Regions from separate parts of the Zea mays genome. Here region 2 is linked to region 1. The links are chromatin contacts, called in public Hi-C maps. All regions are on one chromosome and are shown on one strand. Each heading gives the region's core, a stretch centred on a gene start, on an enhancer-like site or on the middle of the called end of the contact. The rest is flanking DNA. Distances are from core to core; before and after follow the strand shown. Region 1 holds the start of LOC100282269 (kelch motif family protein). Region 2 holds the start of LOC103631778 (alanine--glyoxylate aminotransferase 2 homolog 1, mitochondrial).

Evidence for each region. Hi-C and Micro-C count contacts between places; a contact is called where the count stands out from the background.
Region 2: a Hi-C map of endosperm shows a contact between it and region 1, with 2.4 times the contacts expected there. The contact joins the promoter of LOC103631778 here to the promoter of LOC100282269 in region 1. A contact is called at or near these places in 6 of 25 Hi-C or Micro-C datasets (bundle sheath, ear, endosperm and 2 more).

Annotation. Positions count from the first base shown.
Region 1 is chr1:15,291,552-15,298,083 of Zm-B73-REFERENCE-NAM-5.0, forward strand. It overlaps LOC100282269 (kelch motif family protein), which reads left to right and starts at 3,925. Exons shown (of 3, transcript NM_001412099.1): 1 at 3,925-4,428; 2 at 4,546-4,609; 3 at 4,715-6,420. The coding sequence starts at 4,831. The coding sequence ends at 6,120.
Region 2 is chr1:15,473,965-15,480,759 of Zm-B73-REFERENCE-NAM-5.0, forward strand. It overlaps LOC103631778 (alanine--glyoxylate aminotransferase 2 homolog 1, mitochondrial), which reads left to right and starts at 3,534. Exons shown (of 9, transcript XM_008653260.3): 1 at 3,534-4,009; 2 at 4,385-4,615; 3 at 4,685-4,855; 4 at 5,028-5,171; 5 at 5,303-5,482; 6 at 5,604-5,829; 7 at 5,952-6,065; 8 at 6,171-6,257; 9 at 6,343-6,681. The coding sequence starts at 3,770. The coding sequence ends at 6,386.

The sequences.
Region 1 (6,532 bases), core at 2,675-5,174:
CATCGATAAGACTTGAGGCAAGGTGGCAGACCCATCCGTTCTGGCAGCACCTGCCAATGCCTCTCCTCCATCACGTCTTCTCTTCTCCCCTCCATCACGTCTTCTCTTCTCTTCTCCAGGATCGGTGTTCTGCGGTGATGGTTGATGATGATTGGAGCACCATAGAAATTGGGTCGTAGTTGATGGCGACAAGTGCATGGCAGCGTTGAGGTAAGCGACACGATGTTAGGAATTTTGCCATTTTTATGTTTAATTTAATCTAGAAATAACGTAAGTGATAACAATGTGTGTACAAAAAAACTCATATTGATATATAGGGTTGATGATCAATGATTCTATATGCCTGCTAGGAGCAACTATAGGGGTTTGAGAGACGAGGTGTTACAAATGATATTATAGCCGACCCTCACGTTTTTATGGGCATGTGTGGGATATGGATTCAGCCATATGACGCTTGGCGCATGTGGACTTAGAGCGGTCATATAGCAATGTTATATGACGATACTAGACACACAAATGTGTCCAGGTGGAGAAGTTTCTGGTTTGGGATTGATCGACGAGATCGTTGTTCTTCTAATGGGAGTGGCTTGTGATATTGTGGACCAAGTCTTAACAAGATTGATAGAATACTTATATCAATAATGTGTGCCTTCTTTTTTAGAAACCTATAGGTTAAGTGTGCTTTATCAGAGCAATTTTAGGATTAGAAGTTTTTTAGACGTGAACGAGTGAAGACAAAGTACACCTAAAGGACTCGTGAGACATGATTTAATTTATATAAGAAATTTAAGATTAACCTCACTCATCTCTCTTAGACGTATTGACCCTTTTAGCTAAAAAATGGCTCAATGAGTGGTCGAGTTTTAGCGTTAATCTGTTTGAATCCACTCTTACTAAATGTTTTTTTTCGGAACCTGAACTATGAAGCTCCTGCCAAGCATTCAACTGAATTTAGGCGCATGTAAAATCCAACGCCGATGCCTGGGATAGGCATCTCAGGCAAAAAGTGATAAATTAAGCAAACCCTAACTGAGTATAAACGTGGTCTAGTTTTCAGTCTTTTAGCTTTTACAATCGCACTAGATCATGTCGAAGTGCAGTCATGCAGATATGAGCGCTTGGATTACAAGTTAAGCCCATATCTCGGATTTAAGAGCATTAATTCGAGGTTACAATTAGGAACAAAGTAGTAAAGGTCATGACAACGTTAGTTCTTTAATCTTGTCAAGTAAGGTAAGTTTGGGTTCTACCGCACGCCAATATTTATCCGACAGTGCCTTCTTAACGGTAATGCCTTGACAATTAATTATTTGAACACTTAATTCTTGTTTGTTTCCCTACGCGAGAGAGTAGCATTTAGTCGATACCAAAAATAACCTTGCAGTTATCATTAATCACTATAGTAACTTCCATCGTCCTTATATTACAAAAGGCATGGTTAATGGTTGTCGACGACGAATTTCAGTAATAACAACCGCCCACAGTCCCACCTTTGGCTACTACTGTAGGTACGTACACCTATAGTGAAGTATATTACAAGTTTCGTGTTGTAACATAACAATAGTAACTTATTCATGAATAGTAACTTTTTTCTATCTTCATTTTTAGCATTGACAGCCGCATTTGGTCGTGGCGAAGTGCGGACATGGGCTTCGATTATGGCTTTTGTCACCACATATCTTCAATCTTGTTAACCAAGCTAAGATTGATCTCCACTGCCAACGTTTTTCCAGCACAACCTTCTTTCACACCAAGTTGTTGTTTAAACCGTTTAATTAATCCTTTTTTGTTCACCTAAGTCAAAATGTATTTAGTCCCTACCAAAATAAATTTGTAGTAATCAATAGTCAATATTGTTGTCCTTGCTAAAGAAAAGCAACGGTTAATGGTTCTTGCTGAAATTAAGTAATAATTAATGGCCCTTCCCCGTTAACTACACACCAACAGGTGAGTATCTAACAAGTTTCTTGTGATAAGAATAATAAGGCCATATTTATCATAGCTTCTCCAACAATTTTATAGTTGTTGCCCGCCGGGGCACAGTCGCCAGCAGCGTGGCAAAAGAGACAAATTGTTTTCATGACACTCCATGCCTTCAATTTTGTTAACAAACTTAGGGCTGATTTGCTGGTTAGGGATCCCGAGGGGATCTATGGGGTAGTAATTCCCTTGTTATTCAAAATTAAATTGCAAGGGAATTTCTCCCCATGGATCCACTCGGGATCACTGATCACCAAATCAGTCCTTAGGCTATGTACGGTTGTTTGCCACCAGGCGATATTTTTCCTCCACGACCTTTCTGACATCTTGATGAGTATTATTTTTTCCCACCACCAGATATACAATATGGAATTTTCAGTTGTTCTAAATCAAAAGTTTTTTCAGTTGCTCTAACAGTTCAAATTAGCTACTGTTCTATTCTAGCACAAAAATTCTAATAATGTAAAGGCAAGTATTGAATGTTCAAATATATACTCAAAGTAAAGAAGGGTTAGAAACACGACAATATTTGCTTGAGGTATGAGAATCGACACTCCCACTAATCCTTGTTAGAGCACCCGCGCAAGATTGTCGCCCCTTAATCTGTGCAAGGATTTGGTGCCGCCACGTATTCGGTGTGGAACATGTACTATGCTCCTGCAGCACCACCACATTGTTTCAGGAGACGCCTAATGCAACGCGAAAGAAGGTTGCATCCGCAGCCTGGCTCACACACACAATCGTGTCACTGAAAAAACAAATTCATCTTGAGCAGCATGCGCATGCAAGTAGAATAAGAAGAGAAAAATACCAGCAACCGAACCGATACAGATAAAAGATAAAGCATAGTAATTAAGGGCACTTTTTTTTACATCCGTATCCGTGCTCAGTTGCAGATGTGTACAGTGATTAAGGACACTTTTTTTCCGTATGGAGGCCACGATAGGGGCGACTGGGCGTTGTATGTACGTACATACGTACGTACTGGCGTAGTATGCAAAAGAGAACGATTACTTGACCTAGAAACTAGAAAAGAGAAGCCATTGAAGATTCTTTGCAGGGCCACTCCATTATGTCTTCACGCTCATAATCAATGCACTGATTATCTGTACACATTTTAAATCGGAATAGTGGTTGAATTGACTTTAAGCCGGTGGTTGTACGTGTATATATATACACTCCCCTCCATCTATAGCCTGCAACGATGACGAATAACGAAGACAACGACCGGCAAATAGGAAGCATTTGTTTATATTTGTGGCAGCGTCGTGGCAGAATACTGTACTCTAGTTCACATAAAAAAAAGGTTCTACGGCTGGCAATCAGCATCCGATCGATGAAAAGAAATTGAAAGGATACGTGGCATGTGTTTGTTTGTTAACTTGCATTGCTAATACCTGAACAAGTTATATATATAACCGGCCGGTCGTCAACCACCTTTTCAGTCCGATTTTGTGTCGAGGGTAGGGAGTAAAACTGGGACAACCTCATGTCATGAGCGAAAAATTAAATCTAGATCTTAAAATTCATTGCAGCATGAATCTGAAATCCATCGTGAGAGGCAGGGCAGTGGCGGGGCACGGACTCTGACGGATGAGGGAGAGGACGCGATCGGTCGAGGGAGGATCCATGGAGAGAGAGAGAGAGAGAGGGAAGAGATTCATAGAGTTGGTGAAGTATCATTTGAAGAGTTTTAATCTGATCATTATTATATTCATCAATTTGATGAATCTAGATTTCATGGAGTTATTCTATTTGACCATTTTTTTTAAATAAAGGTCGGCTGTTTTTGGTGAACGTAAGTAAAGTCGATGGGGGCTGTACAGTGCGAGAGCGCAGCAGAAGATGCGAAGGGCAGAGTAATCCACGTCAGCCTCAGGTGAGCTGGGACGGTGGCCGCTCCTGCCCTTTTCTATTTCTGAGCCCTGCGCGGCTTCCAATTCCGACGAGCCAAAACAGACGGACGCACACAAAAGCGAAAGGGAGGAGAGAGAGGGGCAGGGCAGAGCAGGAGAGAGAAATTCGATAGGGTTCCCATGCCCCTTCCCCACCGGCCACCACTTGCCAAGCGAAAGCGGGAGTGAAGGAGGGGAGAGTCCCATTTCCCCAAGCCCTACACGAGAGAAAGAGAGAGAGGGGGGAGCAGAGGAGCACGCTACGAGAGAGGGAGGTCGAGGGAGACAGCAGAGGCTGCAGCAGAGGCCAGAAGCATTAGAAGCGGCAGTTGTAACCAAGTGGCATCAGAAGATAGAGCCAGCCATCCGTCTATCCATCTATCTAGCTCTACAGGTATAAATCCTCGCGCATCGGTAGGGGGCGAGGGGAGGACCGGGAACCGGAGGGGATTTCTCGGGGGTGGAGTGGCGGCCAGGACCTCTGATTGGGCTCCAGTGCGCGATCTTTGAACGCAGATTTGGTGCCCGCAATCTGCCATGGATTTGGTTTAAGGTGACCTCCTTTTCCTTATTTTGGCGTCTTGCTTGGCTGGCCCGGATTCCTGTCATCCGACTTATCGCCGAGCTGAGAAAGAGATTTTGTTTTTTTTTTTTGTTTTCTTCTTCACAGATTTGGTGAGATCGGTCGGGTTCGCGCTGCAAGATTAGATTTTTGTGCCTGTTTTATTCACGAGGTTCGTGCTCCCCAGATCTCACGTCTTCACCTGTTCTTGATCCCTTTGTTCCCGTTGATATCATCCCCGCTTATTTTTTTTTCTATTCGATTATGTCGCCTGCAGATCGCAACAACGATATTGCTAAGCAAGATAAGATTTCAACTTTTTTTCCCCTGGATCGATCTCAGATTAGGAGGAGCAAATAAAGCAAGAATAGAAAGATTTTTGGGGGAGAAGGCATGATGCTGGAAGGGAAGTCCTACCTTGTGTCACGCTCCGTGCCGAGCTCCTGCGAGCCGGAGGCGGAGTGGGAGTACCTCGCCCACGCGGTCCTCAGCGGCAAGCGCCCGGCGCCGGAAGATGACGTCGAGGTCGAAGACCCGGACGAAACTGGCAGCGGCGGCAAGCGCAGCAAGCCGCCATCTCCGCAGCCGCACACGCCGGACATCTGCGAGGGCCACGGCTCCAACCGCCACGCAACCGGTTCCGGAGAGCAGCGGATCACCGGGAGCAACCCCATGACTTCGATCGGTCGTGACCTGACCCTCAATTGCCTCCTCCGGCTATCTCGGTCCGACTACGGCTCGGTGGCCTCCCTCAGCCGGGACTTCCGCTCCATGGTCCGCAGCGGGGAGATCTACCGGCTGCGGCGCCAGAACGGGGTGGCCGAGCATTGGGTCTACTTCTCCTGCAACGTTCTCGAATGGGATGCCTACGACCCATACCGGGAGCGGTGGATCCAAGTGCCCAAGATGCCGCCTGATGAATGCTTCAAGTGCTCCGACAAGGAATCGCTTGCGGTGGGCACTGAGCTGCTTGTGTTCGGGATGGCGCGTATCGTCTTCCGATACAGCATCCTGACCAACTCATGGAGCAGGGCTGATCCGATGAACTCTCCGCGGTGCCTGTTCGGGTCAACGAGTGTCGGCGGGAAGGCCTTCGTCGCCGGAGGCACTGATTGTGTCGGCAACATACTGAGCTCTGCAGAGATGTATGACTCTGAGACACATACCTGGACGCCCCTCCCGAGCATGAACACGGCGAGGAAGATGTGTTCTGGGGTGTTCATGGATGGCAAGTTCTACGTGATAGGTGGTGTGGCCAACAGCAACAGAGTGCTGACCTGCGGGGAGGAGTACGACTTGAAGAGGGGTTCTTGGAGGACAATCGAGAACATGTCTGGAGGCCTCAATGGAGTGACCGGTGCTCCTCCCCTTATTGCGGTTGTCAGCAACGAGCTCTACGCCGCCGATTACGGCGAGAAGGATCTCAAGAAGTATGACAAGAAGAACAACAGGTGGATCACCCTCGGAAAACTGCCTGAGCGGTCCGTGTCAATGAATGGGTGGGGGCTTGCCTTCCGAGCGTGCGGTGACCGCTTGATTGTCATCGGAGGTCCGAGGACCTATACCGGTGGTACCATCGAGCTCAACTCGTGGATCCCAGATGAGCGGCCGCCCGTGTGGAATTTGATTGCCAGGCGGCCATCTGGGAACTTCGTGTATAACTGCGCCGTGATGGGTTGCTGAGTCCACTGAATAAAGATACAAGTGAAGTGGACTTCCTCGTATTTATGAAGGATGCTATCTATGCACAGAGGCAGCAGCCTGTCCAATTGCTTCAGCCCTTATTCTTCTTCATAGCGATTTCTGCCGTCTGCGCGGTTCCGGAATTAACTGGACATCGGCTGATTGTCAGCAGTCTCATGTAACCATTACGTTCTAATACTCCTGTTTCCCTGCTAATCCATTCCTACATTTTGCATTTTCATCAGCTGATCGTGATTCCAAAGATACGAGACTGTGCAAAAAAAATGTCATATTAATAATCTAGAAACAACCTCGAGGTGGTTTTTATCTATTGATGAGGAACCTGTCAAGAAATGCTACTACTTCTTTTCCGTTCATCTTGCATGTTCCAAACTGTGCATATCTTTCATGA
Region 2 (6,795 bases), core at 2,284-4,783, 180 kb after region 1:
CGATTGAAATTTCAGGAGGACACGGAGCCCTTCCCAATGAATGTGATCGACTTTAATGGCAAAAAGGTCCTAATTCGGCCCAACACAGCCGATAAGGGCAAAGACAAAGAAGTCATCATCGGCAACGCACGGGAGGCCGATGGAAACAACAAAATTTCTTGCAGGAAAGTGATGGCTGAGAAGACTCCTGATGGAGGGGAGACACTGAAGGTATCCATCACAAACTCCAGCGCTGGGGGGCAAGCACAGACAAGGGGATATGCGCGAGAACCCATACTACGCATCGCGGACGGTCCGGTGTCTAGGCGCGGACGGTCCGTAACATCACCGGACGGTCCGAAGCGTTCCGACGGACGGTCCGGCAACGTCAAAGAGCCGCGGCAACCACGTACCTTCAAACCACGACGACCAGAAATAGGTACGTGGAAAACTAACACATTCAAGGCAACTGGTCGGTTGGTAAAATCTAGCCCGACCTTTGATCAATTATTGTCTAAATACGTGAAAAAGAAGGCTGGCTCCAGTGACCGGCCACCAAAGGGACCTCGCTTACCCACCCAGGTGCGACGGCAGGTTAGGCCGATTGGACCACCACACCAATCGGAAAGGACGGAAGGTCATAATGTTCAATTAAGACCTAACGTACCTGCATGGACACCTCCACCACCATATCCACCTATGCCATATCCATACACATACATACCTCCACCATATGTCCCAAATCAAATGTGGGGCATGCCACCATATCCATTTGGGATGCCACAGTACCCCGCTTGGGGGGCACCCCAAACATCTGTATTCAATAGGTTGACACCTCCAGTACAAGACCGATTGAGAGCCCCTCAATCTGGTCCACGAGCACAGGCCCAGCAAGATTGCCGAACAACTCAGCCCCAAAGGCTGACTAATCCGGCAGGGGGACATACAGCTATAACCTCCAACAGTACGAAAAAGGGAGAGGTCATTAAAATAGGAGCGACAGATGTCGTCGTACAACAAAATAACGAAGGGCCGATGATTTTTGGTGAATCGGCCAACACAAACAAAAAAGAAAGTGCGACTGTCAATAAAATAGCCGATCCAAAATACTCCATGCCCCGATGGTGTCCATCGGGATTGACACGATCGCAAAAACGAAAATTACAGCGCCTCAGAGCAAAGGAGAATCAGGAAAAAAAGGCAGAAAGAATATTCAATGACACGCATCCGCAGTATCCGCCACCGCAAAAGAGATGGAGACCAAAGGCCGTTGAGAAAAGTCAAACGGCCACAAAGATAGTAAATAAAACAACAACTGTGCATCTCTCTGCAGGTATGGTAGACTGTCCGGCTATAAAGGCCGGATCATCTGCACAGGACGCGGACCATCCGACCCCTGAGGCCGAACCATCCGCACTACACCAAGACACCTCCGACGACGTACCGACGCCCATGGAGGAAGACGACCTGCAAGGAGAAGACCTGGTCGACTACGGAGCTATGCCAGAACACTTAGAGAATTAGGAAGGCAAGGTGACGAATGGGTCAGGACCAGTATGACGCTCGGCGATGTTGGGACTGACAGTTCGATCAAATCTAAAGGGATCACGTCCGTTGAGTCAACCATCGAGACCAAGGCCACTGCGTACCATCCTAGTAAGTGGCAAGATGCCTAAGAAAACCGATGTGATAACATCGAGTTAGTTGCTTTTGGTTCGCTCAGCTCCACCAAAAGGCAGGGGGGCATATGTTCGAACCAAAATTGAGCGCGGACGGTCCGGCCCTGAGGCCGGACGGTCCGCGGTCCGGACGGTCCGCGCCTGTGGGCCGGACGGTCCGCGCGTGCGCAGAACAGATTAGGGTTCCGAGTTTTGTGCTACGGTTGTTAGCTAAAATCATGGGATAAGCTCGGAAATTAGTTTGTAAAGGGTCCAGCCCCCCTCCTCTATAAATAGAGAGGTATACGGCCGATTTGTAATCATCAACAATCGAATCAATACAACTTCTATTTCGCATTTTATCCTAGGAGTAGTTCTAGTCTAGTTTAGCTTTAGCCTTCCAATCCCCAATTCTTCGTCTCTCTTCGACTCTACGTCGATTAGAGGAGTCTAGGTCGGCCGGCCCGAGCCTAGACACCACCTAGGATCTCTCCTCCCCGACGGGGTCCCTCCCGGGAGTGAGATCCAGGCGCCGTCGGCGGTCTTCCGCCGCCCCTGCGCACGCGCGGACCGTCCGGCCCTAGGGCGCGGACCGTCCGGCCGTCAGGCAGGGAACTCGGGCTCCTGCACCAGGTCGCGGACCGTCCGGCCCTGTGCCGCGGACCGTCCGCGCCTGACCAGAAAGCACCGCCGCCTCGCACCAGGCCGCGGACCATCCGGCCCCCGCGCGCGGACCGTCCGCCCCTGTGCAGAGAGCACCGCCGCTGGTTCTCTTGAGTAATTGGCGCCTCCAAAAAGGCGTCAACACTGCCCTTATTAAAAATCGGCACGAGGCCCTCATTCTTAGCTGTTATCACGCAGGGACGATGGACAGCCTGCAACAGCTGCTGCACATCCCTTGGATAGAGGACATGAAAAAGCTGACTAAAATAATTAGTCATACACATTTTCTCCTCCTCATCCTCTCCCTCGACTCCAACCCCCACTCCACCGCTTTGGCACTAAAAAGGTAGTAGAAAAAATAGTCACGGACCATGAGCTGTATCAAGATAGGTACTCCCCCGTTTAACTTTATAATTTATAAGTTATCTTAATTGTATCTCCTGTATGTTTTATAATAAAATCTATTATCCCTATCCTAAATAGTTGTGTTTTTTATTTTTACTTTTTAAGAAGTTGACTATTTTTAGCTTGGAACAAATATATACAAAAAACATTCATATTTGTAGTATATAATTAGTACTGTTAGGTAGATATTTGAACCCATTTTTATTATAAACTTATTTGAAGGCATAAATATTATTAGTATTCTTATAAATCTAACCAAGAAAGTTTGATCAACACGAGTATAAAGTGCGTTTGGTTGCGCACGGGAGAAGAATGGAGCGGTTCCATTCTATTTTATGTATGATTGATTCCTAACAAAAGAGCGGAGTGACTTCTGGAGTCTCATATGAAAAATTATCATAAATAATTTGAATGCTTTCACTTCACCAAAATGATCGGATACGTGCATTTTTCTGGACGCAAGCAATCTCCTCTCCACTACATTCATATGGTTCTCCAACCAAACAAAACACGAAACAACTTTACTCTACTTTACTCTTTAACTAAATAAAAAAATAGAGTGATTATGTTTCGTTTACCAAACGTGGATTAGAATAGTTTCATTCTTAAAAAGCTAGAATAAAGCTATTACATTCAAGTTTACTCTCCAACCAATCATATATTCATATATGGTGGGAGTTAATCTATTTTCCGTGAAAAGCTAAAATCAGCCAGAATTTGGGAGTAACAAATTGTTTAAGGAATATCCTCGTCACGGCCCACGAAACGACTCTCCACTCGCACACGCCATCACTCCCACCAGATAGCCACCAACCGATTCGTCGGCCCACATTTCAGAGCGACGAGTACACGCCGCACCACGTCAGGAAGATAAAATAAAGATCCCACGAGGAGAATCAAGATGCGTCCCTATCGGAATCTGGACCTTTGCCCACCCACTGCCACTAATCCTTCCTACCCTTGCGTGCTTAATCCTTCTTCCATTGCCTTATCTCTCCTTCCTCAGTTTAATCACCAGACGGCCAGCCCTAGCGAGCTCATATTCCGCTCCTGGTTGTCCGTCCATGGCCGCGTCGCTGCTTCGCCGTGGCGCCGTCACCAGCCGCCGGCGATGCCCGGTGGAGATGCTGCGGCGGCTGGTCTCGTCCGAGGCGGCGGCTGATCGGGCACCGTCGCGGCCGCCGCCGGAGATGCCGCCGTTCGACTACCGGCCCCGCCCATATGCCGGGCTGGGTGGCGCCGAGATCTTCGAGAAGAGGAAGGCGGTGCTCGGCCCGTCTCTCTTCCATTACTACCAGAAGCCGGTATACCCTCGGAGTGTTGATCTTAATTAGATCCGTCTCACTCGCTGCTCGTCTTTGTTATCCGTGCGATGAAATAAGATTAGTGTTCCAAAAAGGTGGGGTTCAGTGAACATGTGTTTTTGACCTTCATCACAAAGCAGCGTCTTCTTTGGCGCGACACCAATTTGCTAGGAGAATATTTTTTTATGCGTTTTGCATATGGTGGTTTAGATTCACCGTGTATGTTTCGGGTGAAACTGGACAGCTGGTCATGCTAAATAATCATTGTTGCACAACCACACCGTGTAGTCTTATTCTATAAAAACTTGAAACAGTGACAGAATGACGTTGGCATGCTGTCTGTCTAAACAATTTGCTATTCAATTGTGTTCACAGCTCAACATTGTGGAGGGGAAGATGCAGTACCTGTATGACGAGCATGGAAAGAGATATCTCGATTGCTTTGGGGGCATCGTGACAGTGTCGTGTGGCCACTGCCATCCGGATATTGTGAATGCTGTGGTGGAGCAGACCAAGTTGCTCCAGCACACAACCACCATTTACTTGCACCACACTATTGTAGAGTTTGCAGAGGCACTCACCTCCAAAATGCCTGGCAATCTCAAGGTAAAAGTAATGTCTGTCTGGGTGCAGTCATAACACGCACCATTTCATTTATGTTTTTGGATCCTGCAGGTTGCGTATTTTGTGAATTCTGGGACCGAAGCGAATGAGTTGGCAATGTTGATGGCCCGGCTGTATAGTGGGAATCTCAGTATGGTTGCGCTCAGAAATGCATATCATGGCGGAAGTGCCGGTACGATTGGATTGACTGGTATGCAGACGTGGAAATACCCAATTCCTCAGGTATGTGTACAGTGTATTGCGCTTTCATCAAATTATTTGACTGGTTATGTTTTCAAAGTCACATGTTTGCTGCAGTAGATTCTTAGTTATCAATAATTATCTCCGTTCTACCCAGCAAAAATGTATCCATTTCTTTATTACATCTATCATAGCCTCATAAGAATTTTTGCAGGGTGAAATACATCATGTCATGAACCCTGATCCTTATCGGGGGACTTTCGGGTCTGATGCTGCAGCTTATGCTAAGGAAGTCGAAGAACACATAACTTATGGAAGTTCAGGAAGGGTTGCAGGCTTCATTGCAGAAACATTCCAAGTATAAACTTTGAACAGACCATTTATAAAATGCTAGAACTAATTGAAATAATATGTATCTTTTGTTTATAAACCCAATTCAAAATAACTTATCCTTGTCGCAATCTTGTTGATACACCATCTCTGCTGTAGGGTGTGGGAGGTGCTGTTGAACTAGCTCCTGGATACCTAAAGTTAGCTTATGACATTGTGCGCAAGGCTGGTGGCGTTTGTATTGCTGATGAAGTCCAGAGTGGTTTTGGCCGTACTGGCAGTCATTACTGGGGATTCCAGACACAAGGTGTCATTCCTGACATAGTCACCATGGCAAAGGTCTATCTCCTACTCTAAAATGCAAGCATGTACTAATCAACCCTGGGGGAAATGTCTTCTGTTTTTTTTTGTGGCAACATCTTTCCATACTGATGTGACAATTTGTTCCCCCTGGTTTCAGGGAATTGGCAATGGCCTACCATTGGGGGCAGTTGTGACAACTCCTGAGATTGCAAGTGTGTTAGCTCAAAAAATCCAATTTAACACATTTGGTGGAAATCCAGTTTGTTCTGCTGGTGGGTTAGCTGTGCTTAAGGTTCTTGACAAGGAGAAACGCCAGGCACATTGTGCTGATGTTGGATCTCACTTGTTGGAGCGTCTAAAATCGCTTCAGGAGAAGCACGAAAGTAAAATTTCTTACCTTGATTCTGTTCGTCTACTCTTTCTGCTGTCCAACCTTTTCACTAACCATTTGTTCTGAGAAAAAGATGTTTCCTAAGTCAGCTACTCCTGGCCTTGCTCTTGCCAGTCATAGGTGATGTTAGAGGAAGGGGACTGATGCTTGGGGTGGAACTCGTTACGGACAGAAAGGAGAAGACCCCTGCCAAGTCAGAAACCATTGAACTGTTTGAGAAGCTCAGAGGTGCCGTCTCTCATTTTTCCTGCTCCATGACCATGATTATTTATATTTATTGATCTCTACTTGCCATGACATTTTTGTTTTTTGCTTCATAATACTTGTTAACAGATCTCGGGGTACTAGTTGGAAAGGGCGGTCTGCATGGTAACGTCTTCAGAATAAAACCACCGATGTGCTTTTCGAAGGACGATGCAGGTTCGAAAAGTTCTCAAGTCCAGAAAAAAAAAACTTCAAGTTACCGCATTGCGCGCACAAACTAACAAAAATGCTGTTATCACAGACTTCTTGGTGGACTCCATGGACTACGCAATGTCAAGGCTCTGAAGGAACATGCTCTGAGTTGACAATGTGTCTGCGTGGAAACAACACTTCCTGCAACCGCAAGATGCATGGCCTGAAATGAAACTGAAAGGCAGATGATTTAATGGGCATGCTCCCCGGGTGGTATGTTGGTGGTGTTATGGTGAAGTTTAATAGTCCCCCTCCCCCGAATAAATTGATGAAAGGGGACAGAACGTCTTGCCCAGCTTGTGAGTTGTTTGTAGAAGAACTGCAGTTAATAAATAGAACAGCGAGCGAGCAAGCGTGATATCAATCTGCATACGGTCATTTTCATTTATTACCAGATAAGTTGACAACTGCATGAGCCCGGCCATGTGTGGAGTCTCTCGTCGAGGTTCGGGTCGGGTGAGTCGGCTCCTGTTTGGTAGGCAGATCCAAAGAGAGGCCAAAG